3 separate regions of the Sus scrofa genome follow, and regions 2 and 3 are each linked to region 1. A link is a contact called in public HiChIP or PLAC-seq data. All regions are on one chromosome and are shown on one strand. Each heading gives the region's core, a stretch centred on a gene start, on an enhancer-like site or on the middle of the called end of the contact. The rest is flanking DNA. Distances are from core to core; before and after follow the strand shown. Region 1 has its middle 87 kb from the start of EPAS1. Region 2 overlaps PRKCE (protein kinase C epsilon type). Region 3 overlaps EPAS1 (endothelial PAS domain protein 1).

Region 1 (3,603 bases), core at 635-3,134:
TAGTTGCATATGGGTGAGTCATATCAAGGCACTGGGAGAGTAAACAGTAAGAAAAACAAATCCTATTCAGGACCTGCTGTGCCAGCTCACAGCCCAGGCAAGGGACTCGGACTGGGACTTGCCCCTGAGAGCATTTAGAGGAAAAGTGGGGAGAAAAAAGGATTAGGCTCAGAACCCAGGGCCTGGAGGAGCAGGCTGGGGGAGGGCCTGCAGGCACCTGGGGACCCACTGGAGCACACAGGAAATCCAGAGGGTCAGACAAGGATGGCTCAACCCCTGGACCGGCCATGAGGGCAGGTGATGGGAGTCCTGAGGAGGGGGTCCCTGGGGAGGGCGTCATAGACCAAGCTCTCCCCTGGCCTGTGAGTGCCAGGAAGGCTTCCTAGAGGCTTTTGAAGGCACCTTGAAAGAAGACTCTGATGCCGTGGAGGGTGGCTGGGAAGGGCATGAACGGAGGGCTGGCGAGAGCAACAGGCACCAGTTTCTGGGAGGCAGCTGCCCAGGGGTGAGGCTGGGGCCTTGCTGGGCCAAGCCGAGGCTGGGCTCTGGCTGCTGAGTTCCTTGCTAGCTTCATTCCCTTCTGCAGCTTCAGAGGTGGTGGGAAAGACAGACAAGGAGCAGAACTGCTGAGTCACTGTGCCCTGCAATCCTGGGACACTGCCCTGGCCAGAACCTCCCTGACCCCTAGAGAAGTCTGCCCTGAGGCTGCAGGGGAGGAAACATTCTTCCTTTTACCTGTCCAGGTTCTGTGACTCGCCTAAGAACTACATTGACGTAAGACAGATGAACAGGAGAGAGAAACCACCACTTTAATTATGCAGGTACCTGCACACGGGAGCCCCACGAAAACATGAGACTCAAAAGGCACAGAGGATCGAGGCTTATGTACATCGCCCTGGACAAAGGAAAGGGACAGGGGCCTGGGGCTTCTGGGGGGAGCAGACAACCCAGAAGGTGACAGGGGGAAAGGCAAGGAAGTTGCCCTGCTCTTCAGTCTCAGGCAGAAAACGTTATCTCTGGTAGGGGCTTTCTTCAGAGGACTGAGAGGAGACACCCTTACAGAGAAAGGTGATTTCCTTTGCAAAAGTAAATTTCCCTACAGAGACTAACTTCAACTCTCTTTTAGGAGCTTCTCAAAATCATCAGCTCAAAATGATCCTTGTGCCCATGAGACAAATTGCAGGGAGGCCCATTGCCCACCCCCTACCCAGGCTTCTTTCCCTCCCACTGCCCCTGCTCGGAACAGCTTCTACAAAATCACCTGGGGTTTGGAAGGGTGGGTTTATCTTGATGGAAAGAGGTGCTGATGCCCCAGCCCAACTCCTGGGCACCTTTACCTCCAGCTAAGTACCTGGGCTGCCCTGACAGAATATGTTCTCCCTCTCTCAGAGGGGGCCGGGGACCACAGTGCCTCTCCGGGCAAAATAAAAAAGCCGATTAAAGAATTATGACATTTAAAAAAAAAAAAAAAAACCTAACTAAAAAAGTCCAAGAACAACAGGAAGCTAATCAGGAAGTTCCCATAGAAGATGAAAATATGTGAGAGTCATGCTGAGAGCAGAGGCCAAGGGCATTTCAGGGGTCCACAGCCGTGGCGGTGGTGGGCATGCCACCCAACCCCCTACCCCCCTCCTCCTTCTGCAGGGTGCCTCGGGGGCCTGCTGGCCAGGCCCTGCCCAGTCCCAGGGGCCCCAGGCACACCTGCGCTTAAACAGGCACACAGACACTGGTGTACATGCACACATGATAATGTTACACATGCTCGCCCGCATCAGCCCGCACACGCACACGCACATGCACACACGCACATGGGCTCAGGCCAGCTGATTCTTGTGTGGGGGACCTATTTATGCACACCGAGGCAGAAAAGGGCAAACACTCAGAGACGCCCTGTGTGCAGAACTGGGAAGAAAGTGAAAGTTAGACTCAGGCCCTTCCTCTCAGGGACTCGCTGGATTTAACCACCCCTTTCCCAAGCGTCCAGGCCTCCGATGGTGTTTGGCAGAGAGACCTCTCCCAGCGTGTCCTCCACCCCCACCCTCCCACCAAGCGACCGTCCTCAGGCTGTATCCTAGCTCTGCCTTTCCAGACCTGTAGTTCTCAAACTTGCTGGTCTCAAGTCTTTTGTTACACTCAAAAATTATGAAGACCTCCGAGAACTCTTATTCTTACTTTAATATTTTTTGGAATTAAAAAAATTATAGTTGATTTACGAGGTGGAGCCAACAAGAGGTTTTTCTGTTTGTTTGCTTTAATGTTGGTTATATCTATCCCCAGAGTGGCATTGTTTTCTCTTTCTACAAATCTATTTATTTAGCTGATGGCCGCACTCATGGCATATGGAAGTTCCTGGGCCAGGGACTGGATCCAAACCTCAGTTGTGACCTCTGCCTCAGCTGTGGTAATGCCGGATCCTTTAACCCACTTTACTGGGCCGGAAATGGAACCACTGCCTCTGCAATCTGAGCTGCTGTGGTCAGACTCTTAACACACTGTGCCACAGTGGGAACTCCTATTTCTACAAATCTCTTTACTGTGAGCTTAATACAGGGCAACTGGGTCTTAAATATACTTCTTATGAAAGCTCTTATATTGTGTTTGGTTGAAGCATAGAAAGAAATCAAGTGTCCCAGAGATGTACAGTTGGAAAAGAGAGACCCTTGTGTATAGAGCAGCCTCTAGAGTGTCTCCAGGGATCTTCACCTCCTGATCCTCATGTCCTGTGTAATCCCCTGGGGTGTGGGCTGGACCTGGTGATTCACTTCCAAGGAAGTGAGTGGTGAAGTGGCATGGCTGTAGTGATGGGAAGTCACCCTGAAGATGACGTAAGAGAAAGACTGTGGCTTTGATCTCGAGGGTGCCCTCTCGCTCCCTTGCTCTGAGGGAAGTCAGTGCCATGTTCTGAGCTTCACAAGGGAAAGACCCACCTGGTGAAGGACAGAGGGAGGCCTTTGGCCAAAATCCAGTAAGGAACCGAGGCCCTGAGAGAGGAACTGAATCCTGTCAGCAACCACGGCCCTGAGTTTAGAAGTGGATCCTTCCCTAGGTGAGTCATCGGATGAGACTGCAGCCCAGCCGACACCTTGGCCATAGCCGGTGAGAGACCCTGAGAAGAGGCATCCAGCTAAGTCATGCCCAGATTCCTGACTTACTGTGAGATCCTAAGAAGTGATAAATATTTGGGGTTTTTTTGGTTTTTCTTGTTTTTTTTTTGTTTTTGTTTAAGGGCCGCACCTTTGGCACATGGAAGTTCCCAGGCTAGGGGTCGAATTGGAGCTGCAGCTGCCGGCCTACACCACATCCACAGCAACGCCAGATCTGAACCATGTCTGCAAACTACACTGCAGCTTATGGCAATGCCGGATCCTTAACCCACTGGGTGGGGCCAGAGATCAAACCCACATCCCATATACTCATGTAACCTAGTTGGGTTTGTTACCACTGAGCCACAATGGGAACTCCTGTTTGTTGTTTTAAGCAGCTGAGTTTTGGGGTAATTTATGACACAAGAAATAATTAATGCATTCCATGAAAAAATCTTAGAGATCCCCAGGAGTCTTCAGACCTCATTCTGGGAACTGCTACTCTAGACCTATCATCTAT
Region 2 (3,603 bases), core at 341-2,840, 150 kb after region 1:
GGCCATAGATCACCGAAGCAATCAACGTAGCTACTGTGATTCTTATGATTCTTATGAAATCGGTATGTTCACACTGAGGGGCTATTAAATGCAACAGGTATTTTTAACCACTATGATGCTAAGAGCCAAAGCAGATGCAAAAGAAAAAAAGAGTGAATAGTAATGCCCCATCTCAAGATCTTTATAGTCTAGAGTGAGGAAAGATGCTGGCATGGACATAATTACTGTATAAAGCAGCAGAGGGGGCAGAGTATCACAGAGTAAGGGTCATATGGAGATAAAAGGAAGAAGAAATTAGACTCTAAGGACAAGGGAGGTGCACAGATTACGCAGATATTTGCAAAGAAAGAGATTTTAGATGGATCTTGAAGGCCAATGAGAGGGGAGATAATATTTTTTAAAGAGACAGAGCCTTAAAAATGACTCCAAGAGCCCTGGTTCTCTCCTGCAACTTTTCTCAGTGCTGAGCAGCCAGGAGAATCTCAGCTGGTGTTGAGGGGCCTGTACAAGAGATTTCACTCCTCCCCACAGCTCTGTGAGAATTTCAAGAATACCACCTGTTTTCTTATCTATTAAAGGGGATGACAGTCCCCCAAGCCCCACCTCAGGATCACGTCAGGGTATAAAAACGGAGGTTCTGACTGCTCATAGACCCCGGTCTGCAGGGCCTCAAGATACTCTCTATTTCTGAGCAAAATCTCTAAAAACCTAGAGTGCTATCATTTCCAGCCTGGTGTGGGCTAAGTCTCATCTCCCCTGTGCCTGGGGCCCTGACTCTCCAGCCCTCTCAGAACTCCAACAGCGGTCCAGCATCTGATCCTGGCAAACCCAGCACTGCTCACTCCACTCCTAATATACTCTTCTTAAGGATAAGGCTCAGGGCGTATGCATCTTTGGCAAAGCCCAGTGGGCCTAGGACAGTGCCTCGGGCAGTTACTTGGCAATGGATCTTAAAGCCAGCTCTCTCCAAAAGTAGATGGTGATGCCACTATCGGGCAGTGTTTCCCAAAGCGCTATCAGTGACCACCTTGCGTTCAAAGAATGCAAATCCGAGTCCCACAAAATCTGACTCTCCAGGGGTGGGATCTATCATCTGCCATTTAATCATCTCCCTGGGAGATGCAATGCACACTAGGGGTGAGAGCCCCGCCATTAGGGATGGTGTACAAATCCACTTAGACAGCAAGACCCACGTCTGATGGCCATCAAAACATAGGGTGTGGGGTTCAGATGTGGGGACTGAGGACACCTTCCCATTTGGGGGGACTTCCTGGTATCGTGCCCAGTGAAAGAGACGAGGGGCACAGGCTCCCTGACCTCCCTCTATCCCCCAAATGCTGATGTGGTGATGTGCTGTCGTTGCTGTTGCTGAAAATGATATTCCTAAGTCCATAACTAATGGTTGGTTCACCTTTGCTCCTCTCTAATCCTCCCAGAAATGACTGATCTTTGTAAATACGACATGTTGATTTCCTGCCATTGCATCATGAGTGCAGGCCATCCGATCCGCACTTCTACGCCTTTCATGCTGCCTGCGGATGAGAATGGGCCTTTCTCTTCCAGCTGGATGGCTCCAGTTCTATAAATGAAACCGTGACCTTTAGCAGTGGCGCTGATGATAACGGCCTCATTTTCCATACCTTCCTGTTTCCAGTACATGAGGTATTCCTGGCAAAGGGCTCCTTTCTTGCCGCCGAAAACACAGTCAGACTGCAGATGTGGCATTCTCAGCTGGAAAACCTGAAATTTCATTAATAGCCCCAAAAGCACAGGCTTGGGGAGAAACCCTTGACCCATGACTAATGAGAGTCACTTAATGAGGAGACTATGGAGAGGATTAAAATGCGTCACCCCTTTCTCTCAGCCTCCTGATTAGGAGCTTCTAGGGTTGCAGGGCTTTTCATCCATCACCCCCTTGCTTAGCTAAGCTGCCTGCAAGCATCCACATGGCACCGCTGCCTGGGTATTTTTTGGCCTGGCCCATAACCACCCCCGAGTCATCCTGGAACCTTCTGGGAGAACCGGGATGCAAGAGAATACATGGCATTTTGACCTTTCCCAAATCCTCCTACTGGCCACAAGCAGAGGGGCAGGTTGCGAAAAGCTGGGGGGTGAGGAGGTGGCCTGACTGTGAGGGCAAGTCCTGCTGACACACTCATGGCTATTTTAAGAGAGGGATGGTAGCTTCCTCGGCAGAAGCCAGGGGCTGGGGTTCATTCCAGAGGCAAAGGCCGTCTTCTCTCCCGCCACCCCCAAAATGAGCAGCAGGGACAGCCACCAGACTCAGCCCCAGCTCCTCATGAGCCACAGGTCCCCAAGCAAGTCCTCGCACCGATCTGTGCCTTTTGCTCATCTGTCAAGGAAAATAGATGACTGCCCTGCCTATCTCATAGGTTCGGTGACACTAAAGAGGGGCGACGATGTACAAAGGACTCTGAAAGGCAGTCTGAGAGGTGCATGCGTGCCACCTGCCAGGCACTGTGCTAAAAGGCCCCATCACTGGATTCCCATGGCAGCCCTTTGAGGGGAGCGCTACTGATAGGGATGGAGTAGGCACAGGTAGCTGTACAAAGTCCCAATAAAGGACCACAGATAGAGAGGGAAACCTAGTGGACATTGGGAGATCACTGAAGGTAACTGCTCAAGAAAGCCATCAGAACAAGGCAGGCCTGTGTGACTAGTGGAGGGGCGAGAATTGCCTCAAGTCATTGGCTTGGTGACAGGATGAGACCTGGATTCAGATTCAGACTAAGCACAGGAGTTTGAGGACCACCCTTCTGCTGATGTGAATACACACCTTACTGGATCCTAGAGAGGAGCTACTACTCAAAGAAAGAGGAAGAGGTGATCTTTTCTGACCCCCACTCCCCCTGGATAATAAAACTCCAGCCCACCGGATCCTGGGGGCAGAGCCTCCTTGGCTTGCTGCCCGCTTGCATCTCTCACAAGCGTCCTACCTTAATAAATCTATTTCTCGACTATCACTTTGTCTCTCGCTGAATTTCTTCTGCACGGAGGCCTGAAGAATCTGAACCTCAGTGAATCCAGACGCCGGGTGGGTGACTCTAGTTTAAAACTGTGGGTTCAGGTCCCAGTCTGGGTTCTGGCTAGGTTCAGGCCATCAGTGCTGTCAGTTTCACGACTACAGATGGTTCCTCCCCCCCCATATCAAAGGTAGTTGGTTCAGGACCCCGTGGATACCCAAATCTGGGGATGCTCAAATCCCTTATTTAAAATGGCGAAGTATTTGCATGTAAACCATGCACATCCTGCGTCCTTTAAACCATCTCTGGATTACTTACAATACCTAACGCGGACCAAATGCTGTGTGCATAGTTGCTGGAGTAGCAAACTCTCATTTTGCTTTTTGGAACTCTTTTCCCGAATATTTTCTATCCTTGGTGGGCTGAATCCATGGGTGTGGAACCCGAGGATGCAAAGGACCAAACTGTTCTTCTACTTTGTGGAGGAAGAAACCCAGATTTGTGAGCACTCTTAATATCGACTCTTTACGTTTTTTAAAAGCCAGAGAAAATAACAGGTCTCTGACACCTACGTGCCTGTTCAAAAGGAGATGCCCTGTCTCGAAGCGGCTGAGAGCTG
Region 3 (3,603 bases), core at 809-3,308, 130 kb before region 1:
GAGAAGGTGGCCGGCAGCAAAGCACTGAGATGCTTCCTAAGGATTCACCCTGGAGGGGAGTGGGGGTCTGACAGCCAAGGGCACGGCCACTGGGGAGCCAGCAAAGCCACTCCTGTTCTCCCAGCCCTTTCTGTTCTCTCAGCTTCCACATGCTTCCCTGGTCCTGTCCTTGTTCATCATCCATGGCTGCATTCGCTGCACAGGCCATTGTTAGAAAGATGCTCAATGTGAAGGAACAAAGCACTACTGATGGCATCTCTGGGTGGAAGCTTTGCAGAGTCGGGGTCCTGGGGAGGGAGACCTTCCCAGCGGCCTTCCAGCTCTGACACAGTGGGTGAGGACGGGCTGGGAAGGCGCCCGGGAGTCTGCAGCCTCACCTGAGGACAGGAGCTTGTGTGTGCGCAGGAAGCTGATGGCCAGCCGCATGATGGAGGCCTTGTCCAGGTGGGAGCTCACGCTGTGGGGCAGGGGCAGCTCGTGGGCCAGCTCGTAGAAGACCTCTGTCTCCTTGCTCCGCCGGCACCGGGCAGCATCCCGGGACTTCTCCTTCCTCCTCTCCGAGCTACTCCTACATTGAGAGTGAAGAGTTAGTCTCCAGGACGTCACTGTCATCCCATCACACCCCTGGTCATGACATCCCCAGGGCCCCCCACCCATGGCACAGCCGGACTCCCCCGCTGAGCCAACGCAGCCTCACATGGGTCATCTGAGCCGCACAGAGTCATCAGGTTGCTGGGTCTCAACCCCCTTCCCCTCCTGCACGCCATGGAGTCCATGCCGGGGCTGCACATGGGCGCGGTCTGAGCAAAGGCTGGCTGATTAAGTCAATCAACTGGCAGTGCCTGGGACCTGGTCCTGGGCTATCAGGGGGCTGGGGTGAATGCCCACAGATGGAGAGGGAGGTGTGAGGAAGCTGTGGCCAGGGGCCCGGACGGCTGTATTAAAGCCTCTGGAGAACAAGATGAAGAACTGCTTCTGGATAAATGCTCTTAGAAATAAAGAAGCCCAGTACTGGACCCTAGATCCCACTTCATATCAGAGAGTGATTTCTGCCATAAAAATCAAAAATGCCACTAGCGTCCAAGAACAGCTGGCCAGACACCCGTGAGCCTGGTGTCCCAAAGCGCACACCTGCCGAGGGTTAAAAAGCATTGTGCACAAAACACGTTGCCTTTCTCATCCTGCCAGCACAGGCTACCAGCCGGTCTCCTGCTCATTGTCCTTCTCTCCGCAGGACAGAGGTCCACTTGCCTGCTCGTGCACATGTATAGTATTTAACCTGTTTGGCCTCAATTTGCTCATCTATAAAATGGTAATACAGCATTGCTCCATAGAGTTAAAGTGAGGATTGGATAGGATACATTATGTGTAGTCTTTATTTGGCACCAGGCTGATCCCAATGGTAGCAGTCGATGTTAGCCAGTATCAATAACAACTCTATCTAGGAAAAGATGATCATATAAATAGAAATGTTACAGAAGAGTAGACGGCAATCAGATTTCTGCAGAAACGCATTACGCAAAACACTTATACATTACATAGGAAAAAGTCTAACAATCTAATAAAATACGAATAACTATTATTCTTACAGCTATCACATGTATGACATGGTACTTATTATATTCCAGGGACTGTTTTAAGCACTACTGCACTGGCTTCATTATATAATTCTGACAACTACCCTTGGAAGTAGTTATTATTATGATCCCGAATTGACAGAGGAGAAAGCAAGTCCACAGAGGCTTCGTACAGTAGTCCCCTCTTTTTAATGTAATCTATTTTTTCTGTTTTTGCCTGTAAAGGCATGGGGAAGTCTCTAGGCCAGGGACTGAACCAGCACCAGAGCGGCGACGCAAGCTGCAGAGGTGACAACACCGGATCCTTAACCCACTGAGCCACAAGGGAACTCTATAGCAGTCCCCTCCTATCTGCAGGGGATTCGTTGCAAGCCCCCCCAGGGAATGCTTGAAAAATGGACAGCATCAAACGAACCCTATACATACTATGTTTTCTCCTCCATTAGTGGGCAAGTAGCATATATAGCACAAATATGCTGGACAAAGGGATGAGTCACGTCCTGGGTGGGACAGTGGCAGATTTCATCACGCTACTCAGAGTGGCATGCAACTTAAAACTTATGAATTGTTTATTTCTAGAATTTTCCACGTAATATTTTCCGACTGGGATTGACTGTGGGCATGGAAACTGTGGATAAGAGGGGGCTGCTGTAATTCATCTGCAGCCTCTCCTCAGGTGAATGGGGAAGTGGGTCTTTGTACCAGGCAGGTGGGCCCCAGAATCCATCAGTGACTGTCCTGCCTCTGTCCTCAAAAGCGTTAGCAGTTTCAGGTTAGTGAGGTTAGGAGGAATTTTTTTTTTTTTTTCTTAGTGCGAATCTGTATTTTTCTTATGCTTCTATAAAAAAAAACCTGTATTGCTTGTTTAATAAACAAGTTTGTTTTTTTTTTAAAAGTGTCCGATGCAGTCCTTGGCTCAAGGCCTCACCTAACCAGCTCCAGCTTGCTCTGTCTGTCCTGCCTCCTGAGATTTCCAAACCAGGGGCTGCTGCTCCTTTTGTTTGGCTTTGCAGCCTGTTATCTGGACAGAAAATCAGTATTTTGGGATTCCCGGAATGTTGACATGCCGCCTCTCAAGCCCCTCAAGATTTGGGGCAGAGGCACTGTTTTGACTTTACAACACGCCTCATTTTAAAAAACAGAACATCCAGCTCCTTGGATGGATTAAGCATCATATACTCAGGCTGCAGGAAGAATGTTCAACAGCTGTGGATGGTCAGGAAGAACCTTCAGGAAAATTGTGAAATGGGTGAGACTGTTTTCTTTTTTTTTCTTTTTTTTTTTTTTTTTTCGGTCCTATCTCCCTTTTCTGTTTCCTTTACCCACCTTCTGTTTCCTCTTCTGCCCCTGACTTCCAGCTCTGAGTGAAAACTCTCGGCCCTGCACCCCACCCAGCCCCACACCCTCAGAGCCTGCCCTTAGGATCATTTGGCTTTTGCACTGGCCTGTAGTGGCAGTTTGCATATTAGCCCCTCCCATTTGCCTTTTAATCTTGACTCTGATTGTGGAACAAAAGCAGCTGTTCAAGGTTTACAGGTATCCTTGTAAACCTTGGAAGGGAGGGGAAAGAAGACAGGATGCTGTAACTATGCCCATCACGCCTGTGTGTCTTGAGAGCCAGGTAAAGGAGCACCGACCCATGCGCTCCTCCACAGAAGCATGGGCAATACAGGGCCAGCCATTAGGGGCATCTGGAGAAGGCCTCCTGGGGCGAAAGAGCCACCAGCACAGGCTGCGACACTGACACCCTCACCTGCATGCACAGCACTCCCCTTTGTGTGCCCCTCCCCTCCTTTTCCAGGGCCACACACCCCAGAGGCGTATGGAAGTTCCCAGGCTAGGGATCTAATTGGAGCTGCAGCTGCTAGCCTAGGCCACAGCCACAGAAACTCAGGATCTGAGCTGAGTCTGCGACCTACACCACAACTCACGGCAATGCTGGATCCTTAACCCACTGAGCAAGGCTGGGGATCAAACCTACGTCCTCATGGATACTAGTCAGGCTTGTTACTGCTGAGCCACAGTG

The links. HiChIP or PLAC-seq counts read pairs in DNA pulled down with a chosen protein or histone mark.
Region 2: a contact with region 1 is called in an H3K27ac HiChIP or PLAC-seq map of skeletal muscle. The contact joins two enhancer-like sites.
Region 3: a contact with region 1 is called in an H3K27ac HiChIP or PLAC-seq map of alveolar macrophages. The contact joins two enhancer-like sites. A contact is called at or near these places in 3 of 47 Hi-C or Micro-C datasets (fibroblasts, retroperitoneal adipose tissue and skeletal muscle) and 2 of 2 datasets of contacts at active chromatin or transcription factors (alveolar macrophages and skeletal muscle).

Annotation. Positions count from the first base shown.
Region 1 is chr3:94,339,342-94,342,944 of Sscrofa11.1, forward strand. No RefSeq gene overlaps it. Among named protein-coding and RNA genes, the nearest start is that of EPAS1, 87 kb to the left of the region's middle. Within about 2 kb of position 1,885, at least 31 of the 83 cell types and tissues checked have an H3K27ac peak or open chromatin away from gene starts, as enhancers often do. A contact at or near this core is called in alveolar macrophages and skeletal muscle, where this site is marked.
Region 2 is chr3:94,487,976-94,491,578 of Sscrofa11.1, forward strand. All of the region lies in intron 11 of PRKCE (protein kinase C epsilon type), which reads right to left. Among named protein-coding and RNA genes, the nearest start is that of EPAS1, 240 kb to the left of the region's middle. Within about 2 kb of position 1,591, at least 4 of the 83 cell types and tissues checked have an H3K27ac peak or open chromatin away from gene starts, as enhancers often do. A contact at or near this core is called in skeletal muscle, where this site is marked.
Region 3 is chr3:94,204,868-94,208,470 of Sscrofa11.1, forward strand. EPAS1 (endothelial PAS domain protein 1) reads right to left here. Exons shown (of 17, transcript NM_001097420.1): 2 at 378-568. Among named protein-coding and RNA genes, the nearest start is that of EPAS1, 47 kb to the right of the region's middle. Within about 2 kb of position 2,059, at least 6 of the 83 cell types and tissues checked have an H3K27ac peak or open chromatin away from gene starts, as enhancers often do. A contact at or near this core is called in alveolar macrophages, where this site is marked.